3 separate regions of the Sus scrofa genome follow, and all the other regions are linked to region 3. Evidence: chromatin contacts called from public Hi-C and promoter capture Hi-C data. All regions are on one chromosome and are shown on one strand. Each heading gives the region's core, a stretch centred on a gene start, on an enhancer-like site or on the middle of the called end of the contact. The rest is flanking DNA. Distances are from core to core; before and after follow the strand shown.

Region 1 (4,093 bases), core at 750-3,249, 190 kb before region 3:
TTCTTCTCTTCTACACGTTTCACCAAATTAATTTGATTAACAAACTCCTCTTTTAAAATGCAGTTGCTTAAGTGGTTTTCTTAAGAAGTCTTAAGGTTGCAGGCTTGGCTTGGATCCTGCGTTTGCTGTAGCTGTGGTGTAGACCGCAGCTCTGATTCGCATCCCTAGCCTAGGAACTTTCATATGCTGCAGATGCAGCCCTAAATTAAACAAACAAAAACAAAAACCAAGAAATCTTATTAAAGTCCATGGCTAGAGAACCTGGGGGTGGGAGATGATGGTAGCAGAAAAACTGAAGCTAATAAGACTAATTATGTGGGACTTATTAAAAGCATATATAAATCCTGTGACAAAAATGCTCATATGGGAGTTCTCTTGTGGTGCAGCATATTAAAAATTCTGCCTTGGAGTTCCTGTCATGGCTCAGCAGAAACGAATCTGACTAGTATCCATGAGGACACAGGTCTGACCCTGGCCTCACTCAGTGGGTTAAGGTGAGCTGTGGTGTAGCCCCAGGGATCTGGCACTGCTGTGGCTGTGGTGTAGGCCGGCAGCTACAGCTCTGATTTGACCCCTTGCCTGGGGACCTCCATTAGCCTAAGGTGCGGCAGGAAAAAGACAAGACTAAAAAACAAACAAAAAATCCTGCCTTGTCACTGCAGCAGCTAGGGTCACTGCTATGGAGCAGGTTTGATCCTTGGCCAGGGGAACTTCCACATACTAGAGGGCAAGGCCAACAGAAAAAGCCCAGGGAGTTCCTGCTATGGCCCAAGGGGATGGGCAGGCTGTCTCTGCATTGCCAGGATGCAGGTTGGATCCCCAGCTGGATACAGTGGGTTAATGGATCTGGTTAAAGGCTTGGATCTGACCCCATGAGGTGGCAAAACCAACCAACAAACCAAAAAACTCCTATGTTCATAGAAACTGTTGTTCTCTTTTAAAATACGAGCCTTGGGTTGCTTATCCATTTATTCCCAAGAAGTTGTCCTTTTCCTCTTTGCTGCACCTCACTGGCAAACGAACTTAACTCTTTTCTCCTCCCTTTATTTACACACTGCAGAAAGGGTTATAAGTAAGGGAACTCTCCTCTCAACAAACTCTTCTTGGGGCACTTACAACGTACTCTGTGTTCAGAGAAACGAAACCCTGCTTTGCCCCCTGCCCAACCCCACCCGGAGGATGTGTGCGCGGGAACTCGCGGACAAGTAGCTACCACATAGTGTGATTGAAGTTCAAGACCAGTCAGACACAAAGGAGGAACTGATTAACTTGACCCGCACGTGCGTCGGAAACGCCTTCACAGAAGAGGTAGCTTCTTAGAATTTCGAGGCTGGGGGCCAGGGGGGCGGGAAGGAACCGCAAGCTGGGGCGCTGGCGTGACCGAGAAACAGAGAGGGAGGAGTGTCTGGACTAAGTGGCCAGGGGCCAGCCTCGGAAAGCAACTTTGATCAGTATCTTCCATGTGTAAGAGATCGGTTACTCGGCTCAGTGAACTTAACTCGGGAACTCAACGCCCCCTCCAGTGACTCCCCATGGCCCGGAACCCACTTGGTTCCGAGTGCCACGGGACCCACTGGCCGGACAGCGCGGGAGGAAGCCGCTGTTCCAGTGGGCGGCCGACGCCCTTCTCCCCGGAGCCGCTTGCGCGCGGCTCTCGGACCCTGGAATCGGCGCGAGGGGCTGGTGCTGGCCGCGACTTGGGGTGTCGGACGGGGCCTGGTGGGCTTCTCCCGGAAGGGGCTGGTGTCACTCGGGGGCCCGAGAAAGGGCGGCAGCCGGGGCCCGCAGCGGTCTTTCCCGACATGCTCTTCTCGAGGAGTATTTGAAACCCTCGGCCACAGCCACCTCCCCTCCCTCGGCCCCGTCGGGCCCCAGCAACAGGCGGCGGCCCGCGTGTCATTGGCCGGGCCGCGCGAAAGCGTGTTTTGATTGGCCGCCGCGCTTCCCGGCCCAGCTTCTGCGCTCACTGTCGCCTCCATTTTGTCGGTAGAGGCAGAAGGAGGAGGTCGGCCGGGACGTTAAGGTGGCCTGCAGCAGGCTCGTCGGTGCCCGTTGGCTTCGCTCGTTCCGTGCCTCGTCTCTCCCTGGAAGGGGAGGGGGGCTTCGACGCCGAGCAGGATCCGCCGCTGTCGTAGTCCCGAGCTTGAAGTCGGTGAGTGGCGGGCGCGGCCATGTTGGCGGCCGCGCTCCCCATTGTTGGGGGTAGGAAGTCAGATCCAGTGCCCGGCGGGCGCAGGCGGCGGGGAAGACCGGGTTCCCCGGCCGGGCCCGAGCAACGCGGAGCGGCTCGGAAACCCAGCCACATCGGAAGAGCCGAACTTTCCAGGCTCTTGTTGGGAATGACTCACGATCCGGGAATTCGTAGTTTCTTTAGGGCTGTTAAAATAGTCTGGAAGGGCCTCTCGCTCTTTCAAAAAAAAGAGGGCTTATTATTTATATGGTGACTTGGTTTCTTGGAATAGCAAACGAAATCTTGAATGTTTAATGTTCCTGATAGGCATTTTCATACATATTAGATGGGACAGTGACTTCAGTTATGGCTTGTGGAACTTCTTTTAAAATGGGGAGGAGTCAAGAGTTCAAAACTAAAGGAAACGCTGCATCACGTAAACCTGTTTGGAGAGGAGGCTTTGTGGAAACGGATGTGTAATGTGTGCAAAGATTGGAAAGTAATGGTGAGACTTTAAAAACATAGCTTCTTTAGGAAACACAGTTTAAGCCCATTTCTTGGCATGGCTGTGAAAGTTAATGCTTCTGTGGTTTGACTGGTTTTGGTCACAGAATCCGTGTGAGAATCTGAAAAGTTCCTAGAAAAAAGATACAACTTATTGAGAGGTCTGGCGGACACCCTTCCCCAATTCCTTATGAGTTCCTGGATCTCAAGGCTTAGAAGAGTTCTTAGATGATGACAGTTCTAAGGTCAAAGCCATCTTTAGAGACATTATTTTCTGCCTTTTAATTAGGAAGTAGCCATTTAACTATTTCTGTAGCAAATAATAAATGATCGCTTTCTCCTGTTTAACACGTGAAATAATTTAGAAATCTTTGCTTTTTAGCTAGGACTTCTCTCAAGGTTGTGTGCTGAGGAGACTCAGATGTTGGCCTCAGTTCCTAGGCTGAACTCAGCAGATCGGCCCATGAAAACTTCTGTATTGAGACAAAGGAAAGGATCTGTCAGAAAGCAACATCTCTTATCCTGGGCTTGGCGGCAAGGAAGAGGACAGGTGGTGGAAATCCTGCAATCTGAAAAGCAGACTGAAAGGTATCCAAGACTTCATGTTGAAATGGGGCAGACATTTTTATGGACTCATCCTAAACTGTTTAAGTAGAGGATCATACCAATTTGTAAGTTCATTTTTCTCAAGAAGTAACAAAGGCTGTGCATATGAAGTGTGGGCATTGTAATTAAGTAAAAAGCAGCTGAATAGCACATCTTTGAGTCTTCACCAAGGTTTCTGGGGTTACAAGTTGTGACTACTGAAGTTTTTTTAAAGTTTTAAACTATCTTAAGTGGAATTTTACTTAGCATTTTGTTTCCATTTGCTTACAGGTGACAAAGAAGCTGAAGATGGGTGGTGGAGAGAGGTATAACATTCCAGCCCCTCAATCTAGAAATGTTAGTAAGAACCAACAACAGCTTAATAGACAGAAGACCAAGGATCAGAATTCCCAGATGAAGATTGTTCATAAGAAAAAGGAAAGAGGACATACTTACAATTCATCAGCAGCTGCATGGCAAGCCATGCAAAATGGGGGGAAGAACAAAAATTTTCCAAATAATCAAAATTGGAACTCTAGCTTATCAAGTCCCACCTTACTTTTTAAGTCTCAAACTAATCAGAACTATGCTGGAGCCAAATTTAGTGAGCCACCGTCACCAAGTGTTCTTCCTAAACCACCAAGCCACTGGGTTCCTGTTTCCTTCAATCCTTCCGATAAAGAAATAATGACATTTCAACTAAAAACCTTACTTAAAGTACAGGTATGAGATAAAGTACTAATGTTCAAAGCTAGTCAATATTTAGGGATAATTGGCAATTGTTTCAGACTAAATACACAAGGGAATTAATCTGTAAAATAGCTTGCGTAGAAA
Region 2 (4,349 bases), core at 582-3,081, 200 kb after region 3:
GTCTCCTACCTCGTTGGGTCCCCAGCGCTGAATCTGGCCTGCCCGCCTCCCTGTCGCTATGGCAACCACAGATCTAACATTCCAGAGTCCACCTTCTGCCCGCCTTCTGACGAACTCTAGCCAATGGCGTCCTCTGTTTCTTTAGTTGCAAAGTTATTGACCAATGATCAGAGGCATTTCAAAAACCGCTGGGCTGCTGCCACAATTTAGGGTTCAGGTTTACTACGTCAGGATAGGTGGAGAAACCTGACATGGACTTATCTAGGCAACCCCTCAAAAATCTTGTGATAGACCAAAAGTCTTAGAATATTGCTCACCCAGAGATCCTACTTCAAGGAATAAACCGAAAAGAACTAACATTCATCCAAACCCTGTTTGTAACAAAGAAAAAAGACTGTTATGGGTCACCATACAAAGGCAGCCAGTGAGTGTTTCACGTGCCCCTCTTCACACACTTCAGAGCAATCACGGTGATCTTCACTCCAGTGACTTCCCTTTAAATTTAGGATGAAATCCAAGAGTTCCCCCTCGTGGCTCAGCGGCAACGAATCCGACTAGGAACCATGAGGTTGCGGGTTCGGTCCCTGGCCTTGCTCAGTGGGTTAAGGATCCGGCGTTGCCCTGACCTGTGGTGTAGGTGGCAGACGCCGCTCGGAGCTGGCGTTGCTGTGGCTGTGGTGCAGGCCACCACAGCCGGCGGCAACGGCTCCGATTGGACCCCTAGCCTGGGAACCTCCATATGCCGTGGGTGCGGCCCTAAAAGGATAGAAAAGACAAAACAAATAAATAAATAAAATAAATAAATTTAGGATGAAATCCAAACATCTTCATGTAAGCGGTTCCTGGCCAGTCCCTCTGGTAACAACTTCTACCTCACATGCGCCAGAAAAATCTCTCACTAGCCCCGCAGTCCTTGGAGCAGTTTCAACAGTTATGTCTCCTTCTTCTCTCAGTTGTTCCCTCTGAGTTCGCTCGGGTCAGGGTCTGAGCCATGACTGGCTCTTTCTCATCATGGAGGTCTCTATCCAAATGTCATGTTTTCATTTGTAAAATGGGCATGAGCCCAGTGTCTCACTTAGGGAGTTGTTGAGAGGATCTCAATTGAAAGGCATGTGAGTGAAAAAGCAGAAACACCATGCACGTATTCAGTATTTTAAAATACATTTTTCCCATTTAAATTTAATTTTTAATTGAAGTATAGTTGCTGTACAACATTATGTTACAAGAATACAATACAGTGATTCACAGTTTTAAAGGTTATGCTCAGTAATAGTTATTATAAAATATGGGCTATATTCCCCATATTGTGCAATATATCCTTCTGGCAATTACAATTATTTCAGTTGTACATTAAGGAAGCATTCACCAAGCGCTAGGCTTATTGAGAACCTTAAGAACTGCTGAGCTGCGGAGGGAGGGCTCGTACAGTCTGCGGCCAACAGGTGTTCTGGGAGGGCACACAAGGAGAAATTTTGGGGGCCCCTCCGTTTTGCGAGGAAAGGGGCCTTGAAAGACGTGTAGGATTTGATTACCTGGTGAGAGCATGGCGTGAGCGAAGAGCAGGAGCAAAGCCCAGGAGGTGACTCTGAGGATAAGGAGGGAGGACACCTGGCAGGCTGCCCATCTGTCGGGCAGGTGGAGTGAGCAGTCACCGGAGCTCTGCAGACAGCCAAAGAAGAGGAGCGAGGTTTTATTCCAACTTCCTTCCTGTGGCCGCTAGAGGGGACTCTCTCCAGGTGAGCGCAAAGCTCCGTCGGGGAGCCGCCTCTGCCTGGCTCCGCGACCCCACGCTTCAAGCAAGCTTTGCTGTGCAGCCAATGATCGCGGAGTGTCCCGCCCACTCCCTCCTCGCAGCCATTCGTTTGCGCAAAATGTCCGCCAGATTTTGACGGGCAGGCGACCTGACAAATAAAATAGAAGCCTTTGAAAGCAAAACACTGCAGCATTCCGGCAGCTCTGAGTTGAGGAAGGAATTGAAGAGGCTGTGTCGCCGGCTTGCGAGAAGAATCCAAGTCGCTCTCAGAAACGTTTGCTAGGTGGGCCTTGGTGGAAACGCCCCCGGTAAGTAGCGATTAAGACTAAGGAGGAGGAGGGTGGCGGAGACTTGAATTCAACCTTCGTTTCAGAAAAAGCGACTACATTTGTGATCATCGTACATTCCCTAGTATGAATACCTTCCTTCTTGCAGTCACTAGGCTTGTCACTTTGGGTCTTGTTGCCTCAGAATGCTTTTTCCATTTTCACATCGAGGAGAGGGGGCGTGGGTTTGCTTCAATAAAGGCGATGTCAGGCTTTACCAAGTCAGGAGGTGAAATGAAGTAACTTCGTCAAAATTGCCCCTGTACACGCCAGCTTGAGCTTCCTGGAGATAGGAGATGGTCAAGTTAGCAGGTGGATGAGGGGAGGCATTCTTGATCCGAACCGGCCGCTGGAAGTTGTAGTTTCCAGCAGGTTGGGTGGGGACTGAAGAGTGTAACCCTTTAGTGAGCAAAAGCCAGAAAAGGGAGAGCACTCAACGTGTAATGAACACTCAGCAGCCAGAAGCTGAATTGTCAGGTGATGGGAAAGGGCGTGTTTTATTTATTTTTTCAGATAGATAGAACCAAATTCTAATACAGACCCTACTTTTAGCAGCCATGAGCTGTGGTTCTCTCATCTGGGAAACCTGCTCTGAGGGTCGGTGAAGTAATTCATTGAGATGAGGGGTTGGGGGTGAAGTGGAAGCCATCACCTAGTGAATTATCTTTCCTTTTTTTAAGTCAGTGACCCCGTGCTCACTGCTGGCTGTGAGGAGCTCAAAATTAAGGGGTGGCTGGCAACACAGTTGGCTGCTTGCCTCTAGGGCATATGCTAGTCCTGCAGAAGTGCTCTGAAATCAGGAAAAGAGAGTCACTAGGTAAAGAATGTGCACCTTGTAATGGAGGACAACCTGCCAAGGGTTTGGCCAAGGCTTTTAGTCCAAACTCCTACCCAGCTGAGGGAGAGTTTTCTATCTGCAGGCCATGATGCCTCAGAGGCTTGGGGGTTCCTGAGGCGGAGAGGGAGGCTGCTTTTTAAAAGTGAATTAAGTGAAAGCAACCACAGCCTCCACAAAGGAAAGCAAAAAACAGAGACCTCCCTGGGGAAACCAGAGGGCCTGGATTCCCATCACCCCCTTGGCACCTCCCTGTGGTTTCTCTGATGTGCCGTGGGTGGGGCTGGATCTGTCAGTTGTATCTCTGGAGTTTCGGTTGGTTAGGCCTGAGTAAGCCATTCTATTCTTGACTGTGAAGCAGTCACATTGCACCAGGTGCTTCGGAGGCCTCTCTATAGTCTGCTGGTAGGTATGTACGGAGGTCACTGTGCCAAGCTCTGGGCTTGATCTCAGGAAGGAGCAACTGCCCAAGGGATTCAGCAAACAGTTTCCGAGAATTTGTGCTCCAGCGCCCCTTTACCTCCAGGTGGAAAGCCTCTAAGAATATCTCAGAAATCCAGAGAGCCCTGGGCTACTTTTCCTTTCTAAGGCTATGATATTAAAACGTTGCTGTAGGGATACATACATTTAACACAGTAATGCTTTTCACCCATGCATGAAAGTATAGTGAAGAAGAATCATGCTTTTCACAAGATTACAAACTCACATTCATAGGGCTTTACTGTCAGGGAGGCCCAATTATAGGCTATGAGTTATAAAGTTGTCTGATGAATATACTTCCTGTACCTATATACTGACTATATAACCTTATCTGGAGGCAATAGCAATCATTTAAGTTTGAGGCTCTTTGACAAAGTGAGACCTGGGCTAAATAGTCTTCATGCTGCCCCTGTGCTAAGCCCTCCATCTGGTATCTCCTGGATGCTGGACATGATTCGAGTCCTGTAACACATGACTGTGCAGTTCACATCCGGGCTTAAGGCTAGATAACCTAAGGAAATGGAAGCTACAGGAAAGACGAGAGACAGCTTTCTGAAGCCTCGAAGCGTGGCAGAAACGTTGCCCGTTTAACAGGCATGTGGTAAGCCCTCAAATATTTGTTGCCTGAATGCATGAAAAAAAGGAAGGAATGTTCATGGGTAAATTAAATAATTAAACCAGTAAGAATAAAGTCAGTACAAATAATAACTGACATTCATTGACAGTTTGCTGTGCACACATTTTATATGCATTATTTCACCACATTCTCACATCAACACATGGGAGTGAATATCCAGATTTCACAGCAGAGGAAACTGGCTAAAAAATTAAATGACGTGGCCAAGGTAAAATGGGTAGCTCATGATGGATCACAAGCAATTTAAGTTTTTTAATTGAAATAAACTTAGGCTTTAAAGTAGACTCCAAATTTGTATGATTTTTTTTTTAAATATAA
Region 3 (4,321 bases), core at 858-3,357:
TTATACACAAAACCCCATTCAATCCTCAGAACAAACCACCCTGGGAGAGGCGTCATTCCCCTTCCATGGTGGCACTAGGCTTAGAGAGAGATGGTAAATAACTTGCCTGAGGCTACACAGCCAGTAAGTATAGACACCAGGATCCACCTGTGCTTCAGCCTAAACCTTTGCACCACAGTTTGTATTATATACATCATATATTCCTCAGCTGCAAGTATAGCTAGGTCCAGACAGGAAAACTATCGAGTTTGAAAAGATGGTAACCCACGCAGGTATATGCTGTTCCTCATTGGCTGTAGTAATACTGCTGTGAAGGTACCAGGGGCTGGCGCATCCCTGAGCTGACCTGGGTGGATGGACCATCCTGTGTCAGCTGTCCACCCCAAGGCCAAAGCTGGCCATGCTTGCTTCAGCCTCAGTCTTCTCTGTTCTGGGTGCCTCACCCATGCCTTCCTTCTTAGGTAATTCCCTTAATTGCGCAAAGTCTCCATCTGAATTTCTCCATCTGAAAAGGGAGAAAATAATACCTACTTCGCAGGACGATTGCGTTGATGCTTAACTAGAACTGTGTGGTGCCCAGTACAAAGAAGTTGCTCAAATAAATGCTGGCTCGTTCTTTTTCTTTCTTTCTTTCTTTCTTTCTTTCTTTCTTTCTTTCTTTCTTTCTTTCTTTCTTTCTTCCTTCCTTCCTTCCTTCCTTCCTTCCTTCCTTCCTTCCTTCCTTTCTTTCTTTCTTTCTTTCTTTCTTTCTTTCTTTCTTTCTTTCTTTCTTTCTTTCTTTCTTTCTTCCCTCCCTCCCTCCCTCCTTCCCTCCCTTCTTTCTTCCTTCTTCCTTCCTTCCTTCCTTCCTTTCTTTCTTTCTTTCGCTGCACCTGAGGCATATGGAAGTTCCCAGGCTAGGGGTCCAAACAGAGCTGCAGTTGCCCACCTATGTCAAGCCACAGCAAAGCCAGATCCAAGCCGAAACTGTGACCTACACTGCAGTTCAGGGCAACACCGGATCCTTAACCCACTGAGCAGGGCCAGGGATTGAACCTGGGTTCTCATGGATACTAGTTGGGTTCGTTAAAGCTGAGCCACAATGGGAACTCCAAATGTTGGCTTTTAACATTAGTATTAGATTATGTACAAGAACTCTTCGTGTTTTTAAATTATTAGGCTAAGACTAGGGAGATATCCTGGGAACAATTTTGCTGGGGTTTGGCAGTTGTGTCCTATTCCAAGGTATTTTGTACCCTGTAAACTTACCGGTGGCAGCTCAGAAAAAAAAAAGGGGGTAGGGGCTGGATGGAACTTCCTACACCCAGCCGGGAGAAAGGGGACACACACACACACACACACACACACACACTAATGCACACCCTGCGAGGGCAGGGCACTTCTGTTTGAATTTCCCTACTAGCAAGGGTCAAGTGCGGTATTTTTTATTTTTATTTTTGGTCTTTTTGTCTTTTTAGGGCCGCACCTATGGAGGTTCCAGGCTAGGGGGCTAATCAGAGCTACAGCTGCCAGCCTACACCGCAGCCACAGCAACGTCAGATCCTTAACCCACTGAGCAAGGCCAGGGATCGAACCCACAACCTTATGGTTCCTAGTCGGATTGTTTCCGCTGCGCCACAACGGGAACTCCAAGTGCGGTATTAATGAAGGGATCAGAGCCTTTAGGAAACCTTAAAAAAACACTTTATAAATAAATACAGCTGACTTTAGAACCATCGTCTTGTTTCCTGATTACCTGAAGCTGAGCTGGCATTAGGAAACGTGATCAGTTTCTTCCCGGAAAGGACTAGACAAGAGTCTGCTTGGTCCTCGGAAGAACACGGGTGGGAGGTGGCCTCTGCCGATCCACACGACTCAGGTTGCTGCGCCCAGACCCCTGCCTAAGGCACTGTCTCCCGAGCTTTGGCTCCGAAGGTGGATGCCGCCCGGACGGCGCTCCCCGCGGCCCCGCGCCCGCCCCGCGGCCCCGTGCCCACCCCGTGCCCTTACCTGGAGCGGACTGAAGCAGGCATAGGAGTAGAGAGGCCCAGCGGCCAGCCCCCGACATGCCGGCCGTCCCGCGGCCAGGGTGGGACCCGTTCCCACCTCCCGCCTCCCGTCCCACCGACTGCAGGTGACGCGAACGGCAGCCAATGGGAGGCCAAGCCGTGGACCCGCCCCTCCGGGACGGGACTCCACCCGGGCTTCCCCTGGGGCCGCCCCTAAGTCCCCAGCAGTTCGTTCTGCCTCTGCTTCGTTTCGTTCTGCGGGATCGGGGTGGGGGTGAGGTTCAGTAAATGCGTGTACAGAGTGAGGTGAGTGGAAGAAAACTGGTTTTTTTTTTTTGGCCACACCCGCGGGATATGGAGGTTCTCAGGCTAGGGGTCGATCTGGTGCAGGCCTACACCGGAGCCACAGCAACGCGGGAACTTCTGGCTCACCGCAATGCCAGAAACTTAACCCACTGAGTGAGGCCAGGGATTGAACCCGAGTTCTCGTGGATGCTAGTCGGGTTGGTTAACCGCTGAGCCACGACGGGAACTCCCGAAAACTGTTCATTATTAATAATCACGGCTAGGAATTCCAATAAGGGACTTTTAAGAGGGCAGAGGAGTTCAGGGCAAGTTTATGAACTGAGTCTCAGACACCACTGGCTCTATCCGAGCCTCTTCTAAGTGCCAGGTTCCAAGCCATGCACTTTCCCACATTATCGACATTAATTTCCTGGAGAATCCTGTGGGTCTGACTTATTCTCTATATCCTTCACGCGGGGCGTGGCAGCCTCCAGAGCTTAATGGGCTTGTTCCGGACATAGCTGGTCCCTCTGATGCCAGTGTGTTACTGGTCACCTGAACAGTAACCGCTTTCAAATAATGCAACCAGCCTCACCTCAGAACCGTCTACAGCCATGAAACAAGATATTGCCGGGAGTTGCCGTTGTGGCTCAGCGGTTAACCAACCGGACTAACATCCATGAGGACGAGGGTTCCATCCTTGGCTTGCTCAGTGGGTTAAGGATCTGGTGTTGCCATGAGCCGTGGTGTAGGTCCCAGACAAGGCTCAGATCCCAAGTTGCTGTGGCTGTGGTGTAGACTGGCAGCTACAGTTCCGACTGGACCCCTAGCCTGGGAACCTCTGTATGAGGCAGGTGCGGCCCTAAAAAGACAAAAAACTTTAAAAATTAAATAAAATAAAAAAGATACTGCCGAGGTGCATGTAGTGACTAAGGGATATTTCTAATGTACTCAGTAGCAGAAAAGCAAGTACCGAAACAGGCTGATTAAACCAAAAATGTGTGCCTATCGACCTGGACAGCTTCAGAAGGATGTATGCCAATATGTTAGTGGGGCTTCTCTCTCTCTGGTGAGGATTTTAAGTTCTCTTCTTTCTGTTTATGTTTAATTTCTAAATTTAAGTACTTGAATTGCTACTTAATTACATTAATCCTGAATTAACTTCTAATTAATATGTACTGCTTTTCCAACACGAAAAGTCACTTTTACTCTAAAAATAACCATCCCTCTCCTTTATTAACATATACTATTTTCTGTCCTTCCACAGCTCTCAAAGGAGGTATTGCTTCCTCTTTTCAGATGAGGAAACTGTCATTCTGAAAACCCATAGAGCTTGTGCAGGTGCTGGATTCTGGATTCAGTCCCAGGCCTGTCTCACCCCATGGCCTTTGGGTTCGCTGCTTTGTTCACTCTCCTGGTCTCAGTGACAGGCCGGGTGATGTTTGGTCAGGGGCGACCAAGCCCATGAACAAGACACATGGCAGAGAGACTCCTGGGGGTGATCTCTGGTTGGATGCTGGCTCTCAGTTTGGGTCCTGGCAGTTCTTGGGAGAGAATGCACTTTCACGGGACTCGGTTGCCCTGTGTTTGGCTGTGGGTGCAGACATTCAGAAATGTCAGGATGCTTTTGGGCTTTGCATCATGCTCTCAGCTCAATCCGTACTTCTGAACAGGGGCTCACAAGAGGCCATGTTTAGACCTCAAACACAAGGAGGAGGTGTGTCTCAGTTGGAGACACACTTAAGTATCTTTGAATCTCCTCTGACCCTGACGTCATCTGCCAACTGCAGCCCTTTCAGACCCGGAATCTCACTGAACTGGAAGCAGTTTGGCAGGGGGCATGGAAGTGTCTTCCTTTGCCACTGGCTCGACGCTCTTGGCTCCTTTGAATCTGGCCCTTGTTCTTTTTGGCAAAACCTGCCACATGTTTTCTCTCTCTTGCTCCCTTTCCTTCCACCCTGTTATTTCAAGTTAGGAAAGTTTGTGTCTAGTTGCTTTCTGAAGCCGTATGCAAAGACATTTTGTGCCCCCAAAGTTGGGTAAATTGC

The links. Promoter capture Hi-C pulls out the DNA fragments that hold promoters and counts their contacts. A called contact is a pair of places that touch in the nucleus more often than the background predicts.
Region 1: a Hi-C map of heart right ventricle shows a contact between it and region 3, with 4 times the contacts expected there. The contact joins the promoter of PNRC2 here to the promoter of IFNLR1 in region 3. A contact is called at or near these places in 2 of 47 Hi-C or Micro-C datasets (embryonic fibroblasts and heart right ventricle).
Region 2: a promoter capture Hi-C map of fetal liver shows a contact between it and region 3, with 2.4 times the contacts expected there. The contact joins the promoter of NIPAL3 here to the promoter of IFNLR1 in region 3. A contact is called at or near these places in 4 of 5 promoter capture datasets (fetal liver, fetal skeletal muscle and liver), 1 of 47 Hi-C or Micro-C datasets (liver) and 1 of 2 datasets of contacts at active chromatin or transcription factors (alveolar macrophages).

Annotation. Positions count from the first base shown.
Region 1 is chr6:81,720,927-81,725,019 of Sscrofa11.1, forward strand. It overlaps PNRC2 (proline rich nuclear receptor coactivator 2), which reads left to right and starts at 2,000. Exons shown (of 3, transcript NM_001244508.1): 1 at 2,000-2,152; 2 at 3,057-3,262; 3 at 3,551-4,093. The coding sequence starts at 3,569. The coding sequence ends at 3,988.
Region 2 is chr6:82,109,697-82,114,045 of Sscrofa11.1, forward strand. NIPAL3 (NIPA-like protein 3) reads left to right here and starts at 1,832. Exons shown (of 12, transcript XM_003127700.6): 1 at 1,832-2,061. STPG1 (O(6)-methylguanine-induced apoptosis 2) reads right to left here and starts at 1,772. Exons shown (of 8, transcript XM_021095547.1): 1 at 1,533-1,772. The coding sequence starts at 1,545.
Region 3 is chr6:81,911,997-81,916,317 of Sscrofa11.1, forward strand. It overlaps IFNLR1 (interferon lambda receptor 1), which reads right to left and starts at 2,108. Exons shown (of 7, transcript XM_021095536.1): 1 at 1,990-2,108. The coding sequence starts at 2,047.